Linked DNA regions of Mus musculus: regions 2 and 3 are each linked to region 1. The links are chromatin contacts, called in public HiChIP or PLAC-seq maps. All regions are on one chromosome and are shown on one strand. Each heading gives the region's core, a stretch centred on a gene start, on an enhancer-like site or on the middle of the called end of the contact. The rest is flanking DNA. Distances are from core to core; before and after follow the strand shown.

What was found. HiChIP or PLAC-seq counts read pairs in DNA pulled down with a chosen protein or histone mark.
Region 2: an H3K27ac HiChIP or PLAC-seq map of embryonic stem cells shows a contact between it and region 1, with 12 times the contacts expected there. The contact joins the promoter of Gtf3a here to the promoter of Zkscan5 in region 1. A contact is called at or near these places in 2 of 39 promoter capture datasets (cranial neural crest and embryonic stem cells) and 4 of 115 datasets of contacts at active chromatin or transcription factors (embryonic forebrain, embryonic stem cells and pancreatic cancer cells).
Region 3: a contact with region 1 is called in an H3K27ac HiChIP or PLAC-seq map of extraembryonic endoderm stem cells, with 7 times the contacts expected there. The contact joins the enhancer-like site here to the promoter of Zkscan5 in region 1. A contact is called at or near these places in 2 of 39 promoter capture datasets (cranial neural crest and embryonic stem cells) and 7 of 115 datasets of contacts at active chromatin or transcription factors (double positive thymocytes, embryonic stem cells, extraembryonic endoderm stem cells and 3 more).

Annotation. Positions count from the first base shown.
Region 1 is chr5:145,202,438-145,206,216 of GRCm38.p6, reverse strand. Zkscan5 (zinc finger with KRAB and SCAN domains 5) reads right to left here and starts at 1,658. Exons shown (of 6, transcript NM_016683.2): 1 at 509-1,658. The coding sequence starts at 922. It also overlaps a transcript of Zkscan14 not described here.
Region 2 is chr5:146,946,860-146,950,638 of GRCm38.p6, reverse strand. Gtf3a (general transcription factor III A) reads right to left here and starts at 1,982. Exons shown (of 9, transcript NM_025652.3): 1 at 1,664-1,982; 2 at 6-106. The coding sequence starts at 1,858.
Region 3 is chr5:146,297,658-146,301,436 of GRCm38.p6, reverse strand. It overlaps Cdk8 (cyclin-dependent kinase 8), which reads right to left. Exons shown (of 13, transcript NM_153599.4): 10 at 2,537-2,634; 11 at 1,861-1,939; 12 at 1,587-1,745. Among named protein-coding and RNA genes, the nearest start is that of Gm52832, 6.9 kb to the left of the region's middle. Within about 2 kb of position 2,101, at least 48 of the 459 cell types and tissues checked have an H3K27ac peak or open chromatin away from gene starts, as enhancers often do. A contact at or near this core is called in extraembryonic endoderm stem cells and pro-B cells, where this site is marked.

The sequences.
Region 1 (3,779 bases), core at 409-2,908:
GCTCAGCAGTTAAGAGCACTGACTGCTCTTCCAGAGGTCCTGAATTCAATTCCCACCAACCACATGGTGGCTCACAACCATCTGTAATGGGATCTGATGCCCTCCTCTGGTGTGTCTGGAGACAGCTATGATGTACTCACATAAATGGAATAAAAGGGTAAAAAGAAAAGAAACACAAGTAGGGAACGTGAGCTTAATTTTCAAAGAAGAAGGGCAGGAGTAGGAAGAAACACATTATTCTTTAAAACTCATTACATGTTGGGTACAGTGGCACACGCCTTTCATCCTAGCATTTGGAGGGGCGGGGCAGACACAGGTGGATCTCTGTGAGTTCGAGTCTACATAGAGATCTCTGGTCTACATAGTGAAATCCAGAACACCCAAGGATACATAGTGGGGCTGTCTCAAAAACAACAGCAAAGCCAGAATATGAACGACTGAAGCACCACAGGGCTAAGACTGCATGGCAGCTCCTTCCTCACTGTCCCCGTTTCCTCTTGCAACGCACCTGTTGTCTGCGCTCCTCCAGCTCTCTCTGGATACTCTCTATCACAGCCACGGCTTCTTCCCCACTCTCGGGGTGATGCTCTCTCACCCAGGCCTGAAACTCTTCAGGCAGGATGGTGAGGAACTGCTCCAGCACCAGCAGCTCCAGGATCTGCTCTTTGGTGTGCAGCTCCGGCCTCAGCCACTCACAACAGAGAACCCGGAGCTGGCTGAGAGCATCGCGGGGTCCTGCTGCCTCATGGTACTGGAAGTGCTTGAAGCGCTGGTAAAAAGTCTCAAGCACTGGCCGGTTGTATCCCTGCATCCAGGAGCAGTCCTCTTCTTCTACTTTCACTATGAGAAGGTCTGCTTGCTCTTGCGAAGTCTCAGCGGGAGGCTCTAAGTGTATAACTGCCCTGGATTCTGTCATTATCATTCCAACTGAAGAGTCTCTAGACTCTAGCCCGTTACACTAACCCGATTTGTTCTCTGCTCTTCTAAAGGGCACTTTTTGTAGTGAACAACCTTACTGGAATGTCTGGAATTATTATTAGCTAAGAGAGGTGGCAACGACGTCATCTAGACTAAAGAAAAACCACTCAACAAAGTCATTCACTTTAAGATATAGAGAAGTTAGTCATCACTTCTCCCATAAAACAGCTAATAGCGACTACGTCCAGATTTTAATAACGTAAAAAAAAAAAAGGCCATTAAAAAGTGACATCAGGCCCAACTTAAAACAGTTTTAAAAATGAGAAAGTCCATATCTCATATAAATAACGGGACAAAATTATTCCAGACGGAGTCGTTTCTTCTCTCGATCATAAGCCAAACTGAAGTCAGTATAGGAATGAAACCCATTAAAATGGTCATATCTCATTCTGGCTTTCAAGCCATAAGAGCTTGATAGATAAACGAAAGACTTCATTAGTTCTATGAGAAGTACGGTTATACTAAAAAATTTGGACCTGGATTCTTTGTAATAGCTCCTGACCTGGAGACAGAGACCAGCCGGGTCAAGGTTAGGGACAGGACTCCAGTGTGGACACAATGTCCTACCAGCTCCTCTCCAGTCTTTAAGTCCCGGGGACCCAAAGATCAAACTCCCCGCAGCCCAGGCTTGGAAGATGGAGTTCTCACAAGCCAAGAGAGAGGCAAGTCCGACACTTTCCAACAGTTCATCGCCGGAAGTAACCAAGTACGAGCTTCAGCCATAAATCCCACCCCCAAGAGCGCTTCCGCAGCCTCTCTAGGAATCCCGGAGGTCCTAGCAGCACAGCGGGAAGGAGGAGCTACTCCTGAGCCCGCCCCCTTGTGGAGCTGACCAATCAGTCACCCTCAAGCAAGAGGCTACAAGAGCCTGGGGAAAATAGAGCTAATCTATTTCCCACCCCCAAAACCAGAGCATGGGCTTAGCTCAAGGGTAGGAATCTAGGGGGCCGGTCGGGGAAAACAAACAAACAAAATAGGTCCACCCTCTCTCTCCTCTGATTGGTCGAGCACAGCCTCACCCACCCACCCACCGCAGCACTCTGGAATTGAAGTAGGTCTGCACCATCCTGGCCACTTTTCTAAACACGCAAAGATTCTTTATTGCCCTAGAGTGGCTGAGGCTCTCGGGACTACATCTCCCAAGGAGCTGCGCGCGAAGTCTAGCCAATATGGCTGTGGCTCTCTGTCTCCAGGGCTTATTAATATGCTGCCGGGGAGGCAGACCTGACTGGCTCCGTGATAGAGGCTCTTACTGCCAAGCCTGATGACATGAGCTGATCCCTGGACTTGAGACATCCAAAAATTGTCCTTTGACTTCCACAGCTCTCCATGTAAGCCCCTTCCCCGCAGGCATTAGGTAATTTTTTAATGTTAAAGGGCATCAGGGTGTCTAGTCCGAAAGTTATATCAATTAATTGTTCGTATTTTTTTTCTATTGCTTCTGCACTTGACTAGCTTTTGAAAAACAAAACAAGCCGCGCGGTGGTGGCGCACGCCTTTAATCCCAGCACTTGGGAGGCAGAGGCAGGTGGATTTCTGAGTTCAAGGCCAGCCTGGTCTACAAAGTGAGTTCCAGGACAGGCAGGGCTACACAGAGAAACCCTGTCAAGAAAGGAAGGAAGGAAGGAAGGAAGGAAGGAAGGAAGGGAGGAAGGAAGGAAGGAAGGAAGGAAGGAAGGAAGGAAGGAAGGGAAAGAAAGAGACAAAACGAATGCAGCAGAGGGAAGAAAGAGAGAGAAAAAGGAAGAAAAAAAGAGAAAAACAAAACAAACAAAACGAATGCAGCAGAGGGAAAAAAGCGCCTGTTGCTGTATCGGCTGAAAAGCTGAAAGATGCGCCCAGAGCATGGCAGCCAGGCGGCTGGGGAGAAACAATAGTTTGAAGACAGAAGTTTTGCTTAAAGCCTGTTACCCTAAATTGTAAATCCCATTTTAAATTATCTACCCCTCTCTTGAGGCGTTTTCATCATTTTCCAAGTCCTTCGAATACTGGTAGTATCAGAGAACCTGTTGTCACACTTCAGGGGCCCACCAAAACAGACTACCGTGGAATTGCAACCCCTGCCATCAGTGGAAGACCTAGTTACAGAACTAAGGTCACAACACTGGGGGCGGAGGGAAGGGCATCTCTCAAATCCACGACTGAAGCAAACTGTATTTTGAGGTGTACCCGGGACTGTCTAGCGGGCCATCTCACTCTAAATCACTCCTGTGGTTCACAACCTTCAGTAATTCTAGTTCTAGGGTATCCGATGCCCTCTTTCTGGCCTCTGGCTGGCCCGGAACTCTCGTAGGCCAGGCTTCCCTAGAACTCACAGAGACCCGCCTGCCTCTACCTTCTGAGTTCTGAAATTAAAGGTGTGTGCCACTAATGCACTTCAAATTATTTGTTTGTTTTTTCAGGCAGGGTTTCTCTATGTAACCCTGGCTACCCTAGAATTTCTCTCTAGACCAGGCTGGCCTCAAACTGAGAGATTTTCCTGCCTCTGCCTCCTGAGTGATGGAGTTTTTTGTTTTTTAACGTGTACAGTGTCTTGCCTGAATTATATCTATGCATCACAAGTGTGCCTACTGGCCACAGGATGCCAGAAGAGGGCAGTCAGATCTCTTGGGATTAGAGTAAGTGTGCTTGTTCCTGTGGTGTCAGAACTAAACTCTGGTTCTCTGGGGTGTTTTTGGTTTTGGTTTAACGTGATTTATTTATTTTACCTGTCTGTTGTGGCACAAGGTTTTAAATCCAGAACTGGGGAGGCAGAGGCAGGCAGATCTCTGTGAGTTCGAGGCCAGTCTAGTTCCCAGAGC
Region 2 (3,779 bases), core at 733-3,232, 1.7 Mb before region 1:
CTCACACAAACGGCTTTTCCCCGGTGTGAATCAGGACATGCCGGCTCAGATGGTAGTCTCTGATGAAGGCCTTGCCACAGCCCTCATAGTCGCAAACAAATGGCCTCTAGCAGAAAGGAAGGGGGGAGAAAAGAAAGTTTTTACATTAAAAAAAAAATGATTTCTGTTGGGGAAGGGGGGCATGTTTGCACCACGGCATACACGTGGAGGTCAGAGGACATCTTCCCAGAGTGACTTCTTTCCTTCTACCCTGTGAGGTCCCTAGGTCGGGCTGCAAGTACCCCTCTCACTGAGCCATCTCCTCAGCTCTGTGCTGTTAAAAGTCTGACTTGTGGCAGGCAACACCTCAGATTTCCCTCCAGAGACGTGTCCATTCAGAAAGGTGCCTGCCAAACACAGGCACTGTAGAACCAAGTTCCACATCAAAAACACCCCATCGTCCCACAAGTCACCGTGGCACACAGGCTATTGTTCTATGGATGTCCAGCATCTGATAGGCAGGTTAGCCTGCTCCTATGGGGTGCAGGCTTCCCCAGCAAACCCCTTTTCAAGGTGGCTTTGAACCCAGATAGCCTGTCTGCCCAGATCTCTGCTACAGCATCATTTTACAGCAAAGAGGCAGAGGAAAGGTTGCATCTCATCGCAGGTGACCTGTGTCCATACTAAGAGATAGCAGGCACAGAGACAGTTAAATGTGTCACAACAGCTGAAAAAGCTCACAGGTGCAAAGGCAACCGAAGGAAACAGCTCCCAGCCCCAAACACAATCTCCAAGTGGGACCCTGGAGGTGGGGAAGGGGATGCTGTCATGAATCCACAGTAAAGCTATATCATATCCTAACATCCAGTTCTGTGTTTCCCAACTATGGAAATAATCTGAAATACAGGAAAGGTGGCATCAAGCCTTCAATCACAGCCAGTGGACAGGAAGACACAAGTGAGCCACACTGCTCAGCACGGCGTCAAAGAACCTTGTTCAGATCCAGTCCCAGGGCAGGACCCGTACTAATCAAATTATTGTCGAGTTTGGAACAATAAACACAACTTCAAAGCCACGTGTGGTGGTGCACACCTTTAATACTAGCACTCTGGAGGCAGAGGCAAGTGGATCTTTGAGTTCGAGGCCAGTCAGGTCTACAGAGTGAGTTCAGAGTGAGTTACACAGAGAAACCCCGTCTCAAAAAAACAATGATAATAATGATGATGGTGATGAACCACAACTTTTAAGTGTCCACTAGAAAGCAAGCTCTGCCTCGGACACAGGGACAAAGAAAGGCCAAAATGTGGGAACAGAATGGTCAAAGAGAAACAGGGATAAAGTTACAAAGTATGTTATGAGGGACAACAGTGGGTTGGTAAGTCTGTCAAGAGATAGACCAGGGTACAACCAAATATAAGAACCAGGGTAAAGGGCCAAGCAGGAAGGCTTTTCCTGACCACCTTTACCCACAGCCTTAGTACCCGACCAAAGCCCGCCTGCAATTAAAAGGGTGCACACTTGTTGCTTGCAGGAAATCCTGACATCCTAGAATTCGGTCTTTGCAGAGCGCCTGCCCTGCCCTGCCCTGCCCTGCCCTGCCCTGCCCTGCCCTGCCCTGCCCCAGCCAAGCCCAGGACGCAGCCCCTGCGCCAGGCCCTGCCGTGCACACGGGCGGCCAGGTTACCTCCCCCGTGTGTTTGCATAGGTGCGCGTCTAGCTTCCAGGCTTTGTTGTAACTGGCGCTGCAGTCGGGAAAGGAGCAGATGAACCTGCTGGGCAGCGCGGGGCGCGGCGGCGCGGGGCCCTCACAGGCCCCGACGAACGCATCCGCGATGGTCAGCGACGACACCGCTTCCGCGACTGACACCCGCGGCTCCAGGGCGACACGATCGGGCCCGGGCTGACGCGGGGCAGCCACGTGCCGTCCCCGGGAACGCGGGACGCAAGCCACTGGCGCCCGGAGACTTTGAACTTCCGGGAACGCGGCCCGCTAAGGCTCCAGGCCCCGCCCCTTAGCCCCCCCCCCACGCGCGCCACGACTGCGCATGCTCCCAGAGGCCGTAGAGCCCGGTTGCACATGCGCATCCAGGACTCGTCCACGGCGAGAGGCAGCCAGGCTCTGGGCTCTGGTTTCGCGGCTTAGGGAAACGGAAGCGCTGCTTAAACGTCCCAAATATCAACCTGACATGACTTAAGGTGGCCTGTTTTTCACATTCCAGTTTTGCCCTCTGCATCCTGCCACTAGCCTCAGGACATGGTGAATCCCAAGCTTGTCTGCTCCTTCGAGTCACGTGGAATTTTTTTTCAAAATTCCGAAGCCCAGAACTTAACCAGGACCAATTAAACCTTAATTTCTGACAGCAATTGTGCTGGTGTTTTGTCAACTTTCCTTTTGTATCACTGAGTCCTCTAGTGTTTGACGCTGTTTTCAGTTGTGGGATTTCCTCTTTCCCTTATCTTGATTTAATCTCCGTAATGGCAGAGACTGGAAAATACCCTATTCGAATCCTCCCTGGCAAAGTGTAGTGCATCAATGAAGGGCAGAACCGATCTTTCTGCTAGTTGGATGACGACAACCATGGGAAATCTTAAAGCTTGTTTGTTTGTTTGTTTGTTTGTTTGGTTTTGGTTTTTCGAGACAGGGTTTCTCTGTATAGCCCTGGCTGACCTGGACTTCACTTTGTAGACCAGGCTGGCCTCGAACTCAGAAATCCGCCTGCCTCTGCCTCCCGAGTGCTGGGATTAAAGGCGTGCGCCACCACACCCAGCTTTTTTTTTTTTTTTTTTTTTTTTTTAATGAATATCTTTACTGAAGAAGGTTAAAATGTACTTTATTCCAGTCAAACTAATCTACAAGAAAAAGGATTGAATGGAGGGCGGTCTCAACACTGTTGACAGGTCATTCTCTGTGCGGCCCTGTTGGGATCTCATGCTCACGGCCCCCTCTGCTCCTTGTAGTCATGCCCCATGCGCATGTGCAGATTGCTGGCCGGCTCTTCCTTCCTTCCAGTCCCTCTTCCCCTTTCTCACTCTCTTGTCTGCTCTACCCCATCAGCGGACACTCTTCTTTCAGCTCCAGTCTTCTGTCTCTCCTTTTCCCTGAAGATGAGCTTCTAGAAGATTCTGAGATCCCACCCCTGTGACCATTGTTTTCCAAGGATTTTGGTCTCAGTCAAGCAGCCTGGACTTCTTCATCTTCTTTTTCTCCTCCTGCTTGATAACCCTGGTTAGACAATATGGGACCCAGCCAGGATTCAGGTTCTTTCCAGACCCTAACATACCAGTTTCGGGAATGGGGAGTGTGTTTGGGGGAGGGGGGCAGATTGTGAGTCATGAACATGGACAGAACTAGCCCAGTAGTGGTAGTGCATGGCTTTAACCCCACACAGGAGGCAGAAACAGGTGGATCTCTGAATTCAAAGCCAGCTTGCTCTTACAGAGTGAGTTCCAGGACATCCAAGGCTACACAGAGAACCCCTATCTCAAAAAAAATAAAACAAACAAAACAAATAAACATAAGCCATAGCTAGAACTGTTGCATCTCTATTCCAGCTAGTGAAGTTCATTTATTAGCCTTCATCCAAAGTGGCTGGAGATCTTTTTCACTCCTGAATGCTGAACCCAACATGGTTTGCAGGGTGGGTGAGAGCTATGATCCCATCAGAACAGGGCTATTCAAGGAGACTTCACTTCATCCTCAACTTCATGAAGAGCATTCTGCTACTCGGGGTTATTCTTCCCACAAACAATTCCAGATTGCATCCTGTCTCTGTTTATTCCATCAAGACCTTCCCATCCGG
Region 3 (3,779 bases), core at 852-3,351, 1.1 Mb before region 1:
AATTAAAATATAAAAACACTGGCTAAGCAGCAGCAAACCCCTCAGCTGGCCCATACAAAGCAAAACAGAGCAAAAACAAACAAAGCTCCCAACTCTTCCCACATCAGCTTCTCTCCAGGAAGGTAAGAATTGGGACACCATGTGGGCAATTCTGATCATATCTTGCGACATGAGCATGAGGCACTCAGTGTGTATATCCAGAGTATATAAAAGCTCGTAGGCGGACTGCAGAGATGGCTCAGCGGTTAAGAACACTGACTCTTCTAGAGGTCCCGAGTTCAATTCCCAACAACCACATGGTGGCTCACAACCATCTGTAATAGGATCTGGTGCCCTCTTCTGGTGTGTCTGAAGACAGCAACTGTGCACTCACATATATTAAACAAACAAACAAACAAACAAACACGTATTTAACAAAACAAAACAAAACAAAACAAAACAAAACAAAAAAAGCTGGTAGGCATGGTGGCTCTCTGTAATCCCAGCACTTGGGAGGAAGAGACAAGATCTGTAGGGGAAGCTGGTCGGCTAGACTAGCTAACATCTGCAAGCTCTGGGTTCAGTGTAAGACACTGCCACAGTAAACAAGGGAAAGACACCTGATATCAACTTAGGGCCTGAACACACACACACACACACACACACACACACACACACACACACACACACACACCACATTCTTACATCCACATGCCTGTGTGCCCACACATATAAAAACATACACAAACTCATACATCCTTCATGAGCTGCATTCTACCATGTAAGGGCACTTTCTGTGCAGGGCTTCCCCAGGCAGGCCACCATGTTCAGAACACACAGCCACTCAGTCTTCCCACAGCTTCACATTCTAGTCACTGTTTCTACTCTGCTGCTGCTGATGCCGTCTGCAAGCGATTTCTGTTCTACCTTCCTCCCCACACTTAAGACATGGAGAACATCCAGGTCTCTCTCTTACTCAAGGCTGAACAGAAGTAGGTGGGATCTAAGAGCCCGTGGCCTTGACTCCTCTTCTACAGTGCTCAGGAACAAAAGCAGCCATTGGCTAAGTTCAAGGCACACATGTTTAAGCTGACTTACCAACTTCATTTTATAGATGAGAAACACTGAAGCTGTGTTTTGCTTCACTTTGCACGAATGCGTGTGGAAACCGGAGGTGATGTTGATTCCTCTCCACTTGACACAGAAGCAAGGCCTCTCAATTGACCCTAGAGCTCACTTGACTAGAATCCTGTCTTTGCCTTTGAAATGACTGGACCAAAGGGGTACAGATGGGCCACCAAGCCTCCAAGCACTTACACGGGTGCTTGAGTCTGAATCCTCCTGGTGAAGGGACTTTACCTGCTGCACTATCTCCCAACCCCAGCAGATGTGCTGTAAATGCCACAGGTCTCAAGTTACTGGACTTTCTACTCCAAGTCTGTCCCAAGAGCTGATCCCTTTCTAGTCTCCATGTCTGTAGACTTCCATACCTATAGCATCCCATGCCTGTGTCTTTCCAGGAACACAAACGCTACTGTAGTCCACACTTTACAACAGATCGTTTAGAAACCCCACAACAGCAGGTCAGTAGAAGCCACTTGCAGTACCTGATAGTCGGAGGTCATGATGAGTCCACCTGAGGTAGTGGTAGGAGGGACAACTCTCACTTTTTTCAAGGGGGGCCCCTGTGCGTGGCCGCTGTCCTGGTTCCCCGGATGGCCAGTTCCGTTAGTGTGGTTGTTGCCCTGCTGCTGCTGCTGGGTCTTCTCAATTGGTTAAACAGAAAACACAGTTCAACTCAGGAGGAGAACAGAAACTGGCTGCGTGCCAGAGGCCCGGAGGCCATGCAGAAGGCACTTCCAACTGTACTTTAATACTTACTTTGTCTCCTTTCTCATCAGGCTCTTCTTCTGTTAAAAATTCTCGTTTGGGATATGGGATCTGACAACCGGCGAAAACACTAGTCACAAGAGAAAAAGAAGAGAGCTGTCTCACTGGCTGCCTGGTATTTCCAATGCTTCATCTAGGTGACTCGCTGTCACTCTCTAAGAAGACGGGACTGTGTTTCCATAGTTACAGAGATATAAGCATCTTTCATGCGAGTCTGATGCAAAAAAATCCTTTAACCAATGACACTGCAGCAGGCAGTCTGAAGGTCCTTCTCTGCGTAACCTCATCAATAATCACCAACTAGGACAGCTCTCTCATCCACTACCACAGCTCGCAGTGTTTCATCTGCCCTTCCACGGTTAAAACAAAAGATGATAAAGAGAAGGCAGATTTATTTAGAACTGCTACTCCAGAATATCAGAACCCTTGACTGCAGGCAGCCCCACAAAATCCTAGCAAGTAGAAGGAGCCATAGCACAGTGAACGCATCACTGAGTAAGAGGCATCCATTTCAGCAATGCCTCTTAACCACAAAACCAAAACTGGCATTAGAGCAGAGACGCTCAGTTTCTTCAGGTCCCTCAGAGGCGTGGCAACTTAGTGTGACAAGAGAAGGAAGCACACTTAAAGATGCCAGTCACAGGAAGCCAGCAGATCTGCCACTTACTCTGACGTGGGAAGTGGGTCTTCTAGGAAGTAGGGGTCCTGCATGGCCTGCTCTGAGGTAATTCGCTTTATTGGGTCCATAGTGAGCAACTTCTGAAGCTGAAATCACAAGTCATATATCAGAGCATGCTCCCACAGAAACGTCGGTGTCTACGCCAAACCCTGACTCACAATTTATCCATTGAGGGTACTGGGCAGGTCAGTTTACCTTTTTATAACTGTATCTCTCCAGATGGAAAATAAAAACATCACCAATTACTACAGCTTGTTTTCAGTATTAAATGAATTGTGATGGTTCTTTAGAAAGAATCCTAAGTGTGAGTATTGTAGCTACACTTAGCTCATCCCTGTCACATCCAGAGATGCTATACTAGTGCGAAAATGCAGCACCATCTGCAATGTTTGTTTCTCCCCACCCCACCTCTCCCCCTCCCCCCTCCAAGACAGGGTTTCTCTGTATATCAGCCCTGACTCTCCTGGAACTCAGAGACCTATCTGCCTCCCACCCAAGTGCTGGGATTAAGGGTGTGTACCACCACTGCTCTCTAGGAATGTTTATTTCTAATGTGATATAAGAGACACCTGAACAATGGCCTCCTGCTCTGATCTGCAGACTTCAGAGTGCAGCACAATTGTTGCAAGGCTGAGAGCTGAGGCCTGATCCCACAGCCTGACAGATAGAGAGCTGAGCCCTGTGCCCAGAGTCAGATAGAGTGGTGTGTGTATGTGAGAGAGAGAGAGAGAAAGAGAGAAAGAGAGAGAGAAACAGAGATGTGAACAGGAATCTAAGAACTTGCATTTCCAACAAGTTCCCAGTTGGGGTCTGTGTTGCTGGACTGGGATTGGTTTGAAAAGTAATAAACTAATAAACAAAGATTTAAGGAATGATGACTCATAGAGGATAAGAGGCCTTACAAATATCTTTAAAATGCAGAGATAGTAGGACTCATTTAAGATACCAACTTTCACTTGGCCTGAAAGTAAAGTACATGTGAGGTCCTGTGGTTAAAGTCCAGAATTAAAGAAACTATTTTTATTTTTTAAAAGATTTATTTATTATATAAAGTACACTGTAGCTGTCTTCAGACGCACCAGAAGAGGGCATCAGATGTCATTACAGATGGTTGTGAGCCACCATGTGGTTGCTGGGATTTGAATTCTGGGATGAGCAGTCAGTGCTTAACTGCCGAGCCATCTCTCCAGCCCTAAACTATTTTTAAAAATCAACAAATAAGCTACAAGGA